Regions from separate parts of the Triticum aestivum genome. Here region 1 is linked to region 2. The links are chromatin contacts, called in public Hi-C maps. All regions are on one chromosome and are shown on one strand. The core of a region is the stretch at or near the end of the contact, and the rest is flanking DNA. Distances in the headings are between cores, read along the strand shown.

Region 1 (6,242 bases), core at 1,897-4,396, 360 kb after region 2:
GTGGGCATCATGAATTGGTGATGGAGGAAGGTTGGTGATGATGATGGCAACGATTTCCCCTCTCCAGAGCCCCGAACGGACTCCAGATCTGACCTCCCGATGAAGAACAGGGGGTGACGGCAGCTCTGTATCGTAAAACGCGATGAATCCTTCCCTCTGATTTTTTCCTCCCCGAACATGAATATATGGAGTTGGAGTTGAGTTCGGTGGAGGTCCAGAGGACCCACAAGGCAGGGGGCGCCCTCCACCCTTGTGGATAACAGGTGGGTCCCCTCTGGTTGATTCTTTCGCCATTATTTATTCCAAAAATAATCTCCATGAAGTTTCAGGTCATTCCGAGAACTTTTATTTCTGCACAAAAATAACACCAAGGCAATTCTGCTGAAAACAGCGTCAGTCCGGGTTAGTTCCATTCAAATCATGCAAATTAGAGTCCAAAACAAGGGCAAAAGAGTTTGGAAAAGTAGATTCGATAGAGACGTATCAACTCCCCCAAGCTTAACCCATTGCTTGTCCTCAAGCAATTCAGTTGATAAACTGAAAGTGATAAAGAAAAACTTTTACAAACTCTGTTTGATCTTGTTGTTGCAAATATGTGTCAGCATTGATCTTGACGACGGCGTCGAGCGGCAAGCTCGCCGAGTCGCGTTCGTGCATGAGCAGCGGCCGGGCCGTTGTGTATCTACATGCATGTTTGTTTTGCTGGGTCAAGCGGCTGTTGTGGAGAAGCAGCACAAGCATAGGACGTGTGCGTGCATGTAGTTGGTGGAGAGCAAAAGAAGGATCAAGCCGTTTGTGTGACTTGGCCGGCGTGCGTGCGTGTATGTAGTGGGTTAGCTAGTGCGTGCGTGCTGTTAGAGGGTGTTGGGTGTGTGTGCACCGGGTATAAGAACCCCCTCTTGTATTGCTTGTAGTTGCGCCGGTTTGTTGCCGAGCCACGGTGACGGTATGAGCCGAGCCGGGGGTATGTGCCTAGTAAAGTAAGGCCGTTCGTGCGGCGGGGCGTTTGTGCGCCGAAAAAATCCAGTGTGCTCCTTCTTCCACCTTCGTCCGAGCGAGTGAGAGGAGATGAGTGGTGAGCTGGTCCGGAGTTTGTCCCAACAATATGTATAGCGAGCATTCAGGTTTTCAGCAAAGATTATTAACTAACCATATTCACAATAACATTTAGGTCTCACGTTTACTCATATCAATGACATAATCAACTAGCGAGCAATAATAATAAATCTCGGATGACAACACTTTTTCAAAACAATCATGATATGATATAACAGAATGGTATCTCGCTAGCCCTTTCTGAGACCGCAAAACATAAATGCAGAGCACCCCTGAAGATCAATGACTGGCTAGACATTGTAATTCATGGTAAAAGAGATCCAGTCACAGTCATACTCAATATCAATTAATAACAAAGCATACAAATGACAGTGGTGCTCTCTACCTGGTGCTTTTTATAAGAGGATGATGACTCAACAGTAAAAGTAAATAGATAGGCCCTTCGTAGAGGGAAGCAGGGATTTGCAGAGGTGCCAGAGCTCGAGCTTTTGAAATAGAGATAAATAATATTTTGAGCGGTATGCTTTCATTATCAACATAACAACCAAGAGTTCTCAGTATCTTTCATACTAGATACATTATAGGCGGTTCCCAAACAGAATGGTAAAGTTTATACTCCCCCTCCACCAACAAGCACATTCCACGACTGGTCCAAAACAACGGGTACTGTTCAACTAACAACAATCATGGGGGAGTTTTGTTTGATATTATTTTGATTTGATTTGAGCATGGAACTGGGCATCCCAATTACCAGCCACTTTCTCGTGAATGATGAGCGGAGTCCACTCATCGTGAGAATAACCCACCTAGCATGGAAGATACTGACAGCCCCCAGTCGCTACATGAGCGATTCGGGCATACAAAATAGATTATAATTTGAAGGTTTAGAGTTTGGCACATGCAAATTTACTTGGAGCGGCAGGTAAATACCGCATATAGGTAGGTATGATGGACTCATATGGAACAACTTTGGGTTTAGGGAAGTGGATGCACAAGCAGTATTCCCGCTTAGTACAAGTGAAGGCTAGCAAAAGACTGGGAAGCGACCAACTAGGGAGCCACAACAGTCATAAACATGCATTGAGATTAACCAACATTGAGTGAAAGCATGAGTAGGATATAAATCACCATGAACACAGTATAATTTTGGCATGAAACAATCAACAATTATAGATACGACGGAGACGTATCAAGCAACAACAGCCGACTCAGAGTCACCCGGAACACTAGACCATGTTCTTTGATGGTTCCAAGACGCTGAATGGTTCAAGTGCTGGGGGAGTCTTGGTATCTCCAAAGGGCGATCGGCTCAGCTACGTTCTGCAGATACACTTCGATTCCTCCAACCACGAGGCCGGGTACGAAGCACTCCTCTATGGATTACGCATGGCCATCTCACTCGACGTCTGTCGCCTGATGATCTACGGCGACTCGAATCTCGTGGTGAACCAAGTGATGAAGGAATGGGACATTAGAAGCCCTGCCATGACGGGATATTGCAACGCGGTGAGAAAGTTGAAAAAGAAGTTCGAGGGCTTAGAGCTTCATCACATCCCTCACGCTAAGAACCAAACAGCCGACGACCTAGCAAAGATCGTTTCCACTCGCTAGATTAGCTAGATTTTCTTGACTTCTTGTTGGTTTGAGGAGCCCTTAAGTGAAATTGTAACATTCCTCGTAAACTCGTAAACGACGTATTCATTATATGTAACGAATAAAGCTTATGATTTATTAAAAGAAAAGATTGCTAGATCGCAGTTTGACTGAGATCTAACCAAGTCTCGATGCTATATTTGTGAGATTTTAAATAGAAATCCATGCAATTTTCTTTCTTTTTATCGGTCGACTAGATGTAGCCGCACCCTTTTAAAAAAACTGTGGAACGGCCGGGCTGCAGTGCCCACCACCGGTGTGGGCGTGGCGGGTCGTGGGTAGTGGGGATGCGCGAGTGGAAAGGGAAGGGAAGGGAAGCCGGTCGCGACCACGGCCGCCCGGTACCACCCGACAGATTCCTCGTCTGAACCGTACTTGCGTTCCATTTCCGCCCCGCAGCGCCTCACCCAGATCCGCGTGCGCTGCGCCCCCAATTCCCACCCCCCACCACCCCCCCAACCCCAAATCAACCCCTCGCTCACTCCCACACGCGCACAGTCGCTGCTCTGCCTGCGCTCGCGAGAGAGACAGCCGAGCCAGGCCAGCCAGCGGGCGACGCAGGCAGGCATGGCCACCTCCAGCGGCGACCAGTCGTCGCCCCGCGCGGCCTCCGACCTCGCCGTCCTCCCCTCCTACCCCGAGGCAAGCCCCCTCTAAACCCTAGCCGCCGCTGCCGCCTGGTTCTTTCCCCAGATCTGCGGCCCGCCCCCCGACCGATCTGGGAAAATTGACTTCTTTGGCTCCTTGTGGTGGGTGCAGATGATCGTGGAGGCCATCGCGTCGCTCCGGGAGCCCAACGGCTCCAGCCAGGCCGCCATCGCGCGCCGCATCGAGGCGGCCCGCGGCGCCGGCGTCGACCTCCCGCCGTCCCACCCCGCGCTCGTCGCCGCGCACCTCTCCCGCATGTCCGCCGCCGCCGAGCTCGTCGCCGTCGCCGGGGGCAAGTACGCGCTCCCCCCTCCACCGCCGCCCTCGAGGTCCCCCGTCGAGGAGGACGACATGGAGCCGGAGGGGGAGGAGGAGGACGACGACGAATCCTCTGACGACGCGCCGCTGCCGCTGCCGCTGCCGCCCCCGCCTCCCGCCAAGCGCGGCCGCGGCCGGCCCCCGAAGGTGCGCCCGCCAGGCTACTACCCCGGGGGGCCTCCCGCCGCCATCGGCGCCCCTCCTAGCGACGGACTAGCCGTCGTCGCTGTCGCCACCGCGCCCCGCCGGCGGGGCCGCCCGCCCAAGCCGCGGGACCCAGACGCGCCGCCCAAGATCCCGCGCCCGCGCGGCCGGCCGCGCAAGAACCCGCTCCCGGACGGCATGGCGCCGGTCCCGCGGCCCGGCCCCACCACGGCCAAGCCGCGCCCGCAGTTCGCCGAGGTGGGCTTCGTGTGAGCGAGGCCGGGCCGGAGCGAGCGAGCTAACATTTCCACTTGTGCCTGGTGTCCGTTCTGTTAGGTGTGGGGGTCATTTCTCCGTTCGTGTTGTTCTAATTCGAGGTGGAAGACAAGACGATGCTGCAGCAGCAGCGTTTGTCCGGTGAGTGTGGGTGGTGTTTCAGTCCGTGGCGTGGTGTTGGTCGCCGGAGGGGCGTCGTCTCCCCCGGCGACGGTGTATCCCTCTTGTATCTCTGTCAGCGCACACTTGGTCGATCATTTCCCTCCACCAGGAGGATACCACGAGCTGAGGCGCCTGCGTCTGCTCCAGCGTGTATTGATGCTCTTCGCAGTTCATTTCAAGCGTGAATCACATTGATTTTTGTTCTTCTTGACTTCCATCTCCCGTGATTTCTGGTTGTCGGTCTGTGATGTGAACACTGCACTCGAGTAACTGTTAAAATTCATTTGCAACCACTCTTGATGCTCCATTTCCTACATGGTTTCAAACATGTGCTTGCATCTTGTCCCTTGTGCAAGGACAAGGATCACGCATGATATGCCTTGCCTCCGCTGTGGTGTTTCCTGGACCGCGAATGAGATGTTGGTGCACGGCAGAATCTGGTGATCCGCTGACGCGGGGAGGCGTTCCGGGAGAGTGAGAAAACGGATCAGCCGGCGATCGGATGCTGTTGTACTGGCGATGGCGACGCTGAAGTACTAGGCAAGTAGCAGTCCTAGGTAAGAATGTTCATGGCTGGCATCAATGCAGGTAGAGACTAGAGAGAGATGGCTGAGCACGACATGGTCTGGGCTCAGGTGCTTATCGTCTGGTCAAAGAGTGGTTCGATCCAATTCCATTCCATCATCCCATGTGGATGTGGTGCTGAGTTCGAGCTGCCAGCGGTGGTGACGGCAGCCATGGCACCATGCGGTGCTGAGTTCGAGACGAGTTGCTCGCGTCGTCTTCTTCCTCGTTCGTTTAACCGGCGATCCTGTCCTGTCAGCTTGAGAGTATAGACTAGGGAGACTAGTGGTCTCCTGCTTGAGCGAAATGGCTTCAGTCTTACCTGCTTGAGCGAAATGGCTTGAGAGTATAGACTAGGGAGAATGTGGCGGGTTGGCTGCATCGGCAAAGCTTGGGTGATCGTGTGTCTCCCGACGCCTCTTCCTGCCGCCTAACGATTCGGTCCGCTCCTGTCCCAGTGGCATTCACTTTTCTCCCTGCTACATCAACCTTTGGCGATTTCTTTGGTAATTCAAACCCTCTGTTACTCTGTTTGGAACGCAGTAACTTCGACGTTTTGTGCAAATTTTGCAGTTATTGTCTCTGTTCCTCTTTCATTATCTGTTTTGTTGCTAGTGAAAATTTTATGAAGCTTGATGGGCTTCAGGCGTGCAATTGGACGGTCTCTGGAGCAAACCGCAACTTGGGGAAGGGACCACAGCGTATGAGCGTATCTTCTTCGTGAAGCTACGACCATTTTTGTCGAACTGCCGTGCGCTCAGTTCATGTTCCTAGTTCACCTCAACCTATCCACGAGTGTTCTTTTCCTCGTGAAGAATCAAAGATAATTGACATGCTTTATAAGAAAACACAAAAACATGCAAAACGGATTTCCGCCCGAAGAGCCTAACTACGAGCAAGCCAACTACCTAGGCTATGCCCGAAGCATCGTCGGACCAAAAAGCTGCACTAGCAGAACACCAAGAGAACATCGACAATCACCATGACCAATGATGCTTGCTCGATGACGAGCTCTCGCTTTCGGACTCAAACCGGCCTCACAACACCATATCAAGGTCTCCAAGGCGTCGCCTCCCGACACCTCCTAGGAGGGAGCTACGGCAGGAGCAACTACTCTCATTCGATTTGGCAAAACGGGATATGAGGTTTTCACCCAAGGGACAAAGATGTCGTAGCGAAGTTGCGGAACCTACGAGCATGTAGTATGAATTTTTGTAGTTTCACAATTCTAAGAAGCACGACCAAGATTTAGCAAAAACACGATGTAGATATCTTAGATGTTGGTCTAGAAAGTGTAAGATGGGTGGAAGTCCATATTCAGAATAAAACCATGGTCGGCATGGATCAAACCCCATGTCAACCACTCATTTTTTTTTCCTGATAAACTTGTGCCCTCCGTAGAGGGCCAGTCCTATTTGGCG
Region 2 (5,585 bases), core at 1,611-4,110:
ATATACATCCGCAAAATTTTGTTATTAGCCCTCTCGTGCATATATGCTGCACATCATTCTTCTAAATTCTTGCTGCAGAATCTTTCACAACTTGCATCCATCAACTATGATCTGCTAACGAAAGGATTGAAGGACGAGCCTCCAATGAAACCTGAAACGTAGCTGTCTGTTTATACCGAGGTTTGATTTATTTGAGGTAATCAAAACAGTTTACAAGGCGCTCGGGTGGTGTGGATCTTGTACATGTAAGTGCACCAGTTTTATGTGCAGTTAAACATCGCATATGTGATGATGTTCCATCTAATTGCTACTATCAATTTTGCAGATGAAAGTGCGGCATGGACATCCAGCGGAGTGCAGTTTTGCGGTGGAAACAATTGTGGTGTCATCGTCGGTGAAACATCCTTGACCATAAGTTGGCATGAGTCACCTAGGAGCTCTGTTTTTTCTTTTCTTTTTCTTTTTTTGGTCCCATCATCGGCCTTGGGTGCCCAAGATTGGTCAAGGTTTACTGTTCAGAATACAACCCCTGAAAGTGAAGATGGTCTAAGAATTGTCGTAATTGTGGCAGGTCATTGGGGATGGAGCAGGTTTACCTGTACTCAGAACTGTTGCCGTAACATTCACTGGGTATAAATCTGGTCAATGCCAATGCTCCAAATTTCTTGCTGGCAGTATCAGTATATTTTTACCTAATAACTAATTAGCTCGAGATCCGTTGACTTAAATGTGACAAAGATTAAAATTTAGGCTTTATTATTTGCTAAAACAAAGAATAATTCTTTTATATCGGCATAGTGGCATAGTGACGTTCGTATTTGTAACAGAACCGTGCCCTGAAATTTAGCTCAAAATGATTGGATCAAAGTACATGTGCCTCGGGATTATCTACTCACTCTGCCCCAAAATAGTGTGTATTAGATTTTTATAAAGTCAAACTTTGTAAGATGCCTAATGCACCACCTAAGATTGCTGGTAACATTGAAGACTGCTACAATAATCACGGAGGGAGTAGAATACACGCCAAAACGCTGGAACATCAATGGTCAACCCAGGGCAGGAGAAATTTCGGTGAATATCAATTGTCAACCAATGGCAGGAGCAGTTTCTATATAAACTCAGACAAAAATATATGAAGTTCATCTTGAAAGATATATTTGGTATTGTAGCTATAGATAATTTTCTATATAAACTCAGACAAAGTCAGTGAAGTTCATCTTGAGAGAAAACCAATACGCATTGTATTAACTATCACAAAATGAATCGGTCAACAACAAGTGTGTATGACTTTGAATAATCACGATGCGCTACAAAAATGCAGCAACCAGTCCAATCACCATTAGAAACAAGACATCCCGCTCTTTCTATGGCCACATTCAGTCAAATACATCAGACAGCCAGGTACCATAAAAAAGCGTTAGATAGAAAGCGAGTATTAACATATCCCAGGTAACATTCAAGATTAGAATACACGCCAAAACAATGCAACATCAATGGTCAACCAACGGCAGGAGAAATTTCGTTGAACATCGATTGTCAACCAATGGCAGGAGTAGTTTCTTCTGGCCATATCCATACACTGATAGTAGGAATCTTCTTTCTTACGTGTTCTCATTGAATGCGTGGCCGCACTCCGGGCACTCGTAGAAGATAGTCTGCCCCTCATCCGCTGACCGAAGCTGCAATTGCACGTCAAAAAGGTCGGCAGGATTCAGAACCAGAAAGAGAAAATCATAACTAAAGCTGAAGGTGAGCAAATAACCTGCTTCGTGTAAAATTCGAGTTCAGGATGGTTGCATTCCGGACAGGCTCGCTCTGTCTAGAGGCAGAACAGGATATATATGTGAAACGCTCAAGGTATCCATCCATCCAAAAAGTAATAACCAGGGGGAAAAAGCAAACAATTTAGCTTACCAGGGATCTTTGCACAACTATGTCCAAATTTGGCGCCGATTCAAGAACCACAAACGCTTTTATCTTTAGCTCTCTTCTAATATCCTGTCAACAGGACATATGTAATTCAAAATCAAGCACGTGTTCTGGAAATAGAAACTTGTGTTGCCTAGTAAAGGAATCTGCACGTGCCAAGCTAGCAGGATCTAAAAATCAACAGGTGTCTTATACAGTTATACTAGACCCCAAGATCAAAATTGTCAAAGTATAACAGTTCCAGGGTAAGCTTACACATGCCGACCTAGAAAATCATCAATTCTTAAAGTATGTAATTTGTTCCATTGATTTTATGAAGCTAATTGATGCATTCTTACAAAAGATTGAACAATTTTCTCTGAAAAAAAATTCCCAAGTCCAGCAGCAGCTTAGCAGGGCCAGTATTTTCCTTCAAGAAACACGACACTGCAATCTAACTAGCGCAGCATACAAGCCGTTCTGCACACCTAGTTCTTCGCCTGGAACCATTCATTGATTTTGAGAGAGAGACGTACCTCTGCGGTGACCGCGTACCGAGTTTCTTTCCCTTCGATATCTGCAGAAAACAAGGAGCCAGTTTTGCATTAGCCACGGGATTGCCAGTCACAAGGATGCTTGGGATCAAGAATTGTGTGATTCGGGATCCGCGGAGAGGAGTAAACTTGGGCGTGGAGAAAGGAAGGGAGGAAGGGAGGGGGGAGACCTTTGGCCTTGCGCTTGAAGCCGCAGAGGGGGCAGGAGGCGTAGCGGTGGGAGTTGAAGTCGAGGAGGGTGCCGCACACGCCGCAGAACAGGAAGTCGCGCGCCTGCCAGAAAGCCATCGCCGCCGGCTACACCGCGCCGCCGTGCGGGAGATAGAGCCTTTTCCTTCCTCTTCTTCCGACCTCTGTCTGCGGCGATGATCAGCAGGGAACGGCCGGCTGCGCGCTTAGGGTTTCAGCGCAGGTTCGCAGCCCGGCCCATTTAGGATGGATGTGGACCGGTCTGCGTCTCTGCGGGCCCTAGGGAAAACTCTAACGCCCAGCCCAAGAGGCCCGGTCACAGCGTGAACGCGCCAGAGGCTGGGTATTTTTTTTGTCTCAAAAAAAAACTTTTTTTTTCTTGAAAGGAGGCTGGGTACTTCCTGTTCTGAGTATATTTTTTAATGTGTAACGGGAGACCGGTGCACCAGATACATCCCCGTTCTGAGTATCTTTTAGTACCACACAGCTATACGAGAAGAATTTCGACCACTTTAAAACAGCACTTCAACCGCTGCTCATCGCCGGGCTTGGTGGCGCTTGCCTATGATCGTAGATGAACGGGGCAGACGGGAATTATGCAAGCCTCACATGGTGCACCGTGTGAGTGCAGCATTTCCTTTTTATTGAAGTACGACCCTTAAAGGCATTTATTCATTCCTCCATCGTACATAGTGCATTTCGTCACTCAAGAACTCAGGGATATAACTGAAAGTAACATCGCCCATGCCTAACAGCAGAGCATGCCGAGCTAATTTGCACGCCAGACCATTGGCGTCTCTACTAATATGATACAACTCGAATCCCTGGAAAGATGAGAGATAGACCTTCGTCTCTCTAATAATGAGACCCACATCAGACAGGTCTCTTGTATTCTTCCACTCATTGGCAAAGACTTGACAGTCTGTTTCAACTTGAACGTTGGTCCATCCTTGCTCCATCGCAAATACCATCGCGTCCCGACACGCCAAAGCTTCACCTATCAGCGGAGAAGTAGTCCCTGGGTAGTGTCTAAATCTGGTTGCGAGGAAGGATCCCTGATCATCTCGTGCTATCATCGATCCACCTGCCTCACCCCTGGACATATCCATCGCCAGTGGCGGATCCAGGATTGGAGCAAGCCCCGGGCCCAAAATTTTTCTTTTTTGTCGCGAGAGAAAAACTTAAAATCCATCAAGCTACAACTACCTCAAAAGAATACCTCAAATATGGCTCAATTGTACCCAAAATAGATAAAAAATGACAAGAACTACAAACAGTACGTGCAGTAAAAAGAGTACCAAATCAATGGTTTGCTTCATCAGTGTCTTCCATAACTTGATCAACGGTGGAAGAAGAGCCAACACCTTAGAGAAATCAGAAGCAAAATTTCATGAGAGAAGACATAAACATGAATTGGAACAATTATCATTATACAAAGTTGAAAACTTACTACTACGAGGAGGTAAAGTTCCTTTGCGAAATCTATAGGCTTGAAAGCGATATATAATAGCATCATCATCAACCTTTGCAAATATTTCTCGCTCAATATTGCACACCATGGAATAATTCAACCAATCATCACCCATCTTATTCCTCAATTCAGTCTTGATAATACTCATAGCTGAGAAAGCTCTTTCCACTGATGCGGTTGCAACAGGCAAAATCAATGCCAACTCAATAAGACGATATACCAAAGGAAAGACTATGTGTCTATCAGTTTGAACCATCTTCACAGCAAGACTACCAAGGTCATTACAACTAACAAAACTTGAATCAGCTCTCACATCAGCAATGAAGTTTTCAAGTTGGTTTCTAAGGACAAAAGAAATCTCATATATGGAGAAGTCATCAGCATACATCTGAGCAAGTTGAACAAGTTTGTCTTCATCAAAATTAGCAAATGAGTTCCTTGGATCAAGACAAGCAATGCATCTCAACAATTGAGTAGATCTTTCAGCAAAGCGGTTATTTAACTCAGTAATTATTTGGTCAAGCAGAACATTGAATATTTCATATCTGAAGCGTTGATAGAAAGTTACCATTTGACCACCACGCCCCCTTGAACGGCCCCAAGCGGGTATTGTATCATCCCGAACCATTTAGCTTGAAAGGATCTCTTTTTCAAAGATGTTCCTCTAGTTTCTTTTTTAAATTTATGCCCAGTTGGTTGGCATGGACCCATATTTACATACATCCTTCTAGCGACATCTCTAATGTCCGGATCTAAGCTTTCAATAGGTTTCCTAAGACCAGGATCAGGTTGAATATCACCTTCCCTCAGTTGACCACGAGCAGAATCTGGAATGTTACTTTCTCGAGTTGAGATTGAAGGCGGGTTGTTTGAAGTCAAAGGCGGTGGTCCCATTTCTGCATTGGTTTCATTTTCTGGAGTTGCTTCACTCCTCTCAGCCCCTTCATTTCCTCCGGCTAAAACCCCGGGTGTAGACACTTCTGTTGCTGCCACGGATGAAAAATACCGCTTCATCTTTTATTCTACAAAATGAAATGATATTCAGTTCAGGCCAACAGCAACAGGCCAACAGCAACATTCACAAAGAACTGGCTATGAAATTGATATTAACGGTAGGTCAGTAGCAATAACATTCACATTCAAATACAGCAAGCAGCAGCAGATCAAAAATGTTCTAAAATTTCTATCAACATTCAAGATTCAACGGCAGTCAACAGCAGGCCAGCAGCCATTACCATTTACCAATCCAGCAGACCAGGAGCCAGGAGAGGCCGGAGCAGAGCGGGCGAGCCGGCGAGCAGCAGGGCCAGCAAGGGGACGGCGGCGGCACGAGCCGGCGAGCGGCGAAGGCGCGGAGCAGCAACCGGCCGGACGGGCGAGCGGCGGAGGCCGGACCGCCGGAGGGCTGAGGGCGCGGGCGAGTGGCGGAGGGCGGAGGCCGGGGGGCGCAGGCGACGGGGCGG

What was found. A called contact is a pair of places that touch in the nucleus more often than the background predicts.
Region 1: a Hi-C map of leaf shows a contact between it and region 2, with 4 times the contacts expected there. The contact joins the promoter of LOC123095864 here to the promoter of LOC123095863 in region 2. A contact is called at or near these places in 2 of 5 Hi-C or Micro-C datasets (both in leaf).

Annotation. Positions count from the first base shown.
Region 1 is chr4D:21,951,972-21,958,213 of IWGSC CS RefSeq v2.1, forward strand. LOC123095864 (HMG-Y-related protein A) reads left to right here and starts at 3,147. Exons shown (of 2, transcript XM_044517435.1): 1 at 3,147-3,351; 2 at 3,469-4,465. The coding sequence starts at 3,277. The coding sequence ends at 4,092.
Region 2 is chr4D:21,596,407-21,601,991 of IWGSC CS RefSeq v2.1, forward strand. LOC123095863 (DNA-directed RNA polymerase I subunit RPA12) reads right to left here and starts at 2,861. Exons shown (of 5, transcript XM_044517434.1): 1 at 2,633-2,861; 2 at 2,445-2,485; 3 at 1,915-1,998; 4 at 1,763-1,819; 5 at 1,283-1,679. The coding sequence starts at 2,750. The coding sequence ends at 1,602. LOC123095862 (probable serine/threonine protein kinase IREH1) reads left to right here. Exons shown (of 18, transcript XM_044517433.1): 17 at 79-245; 18 at 326-674. The coding sequence ends at 162.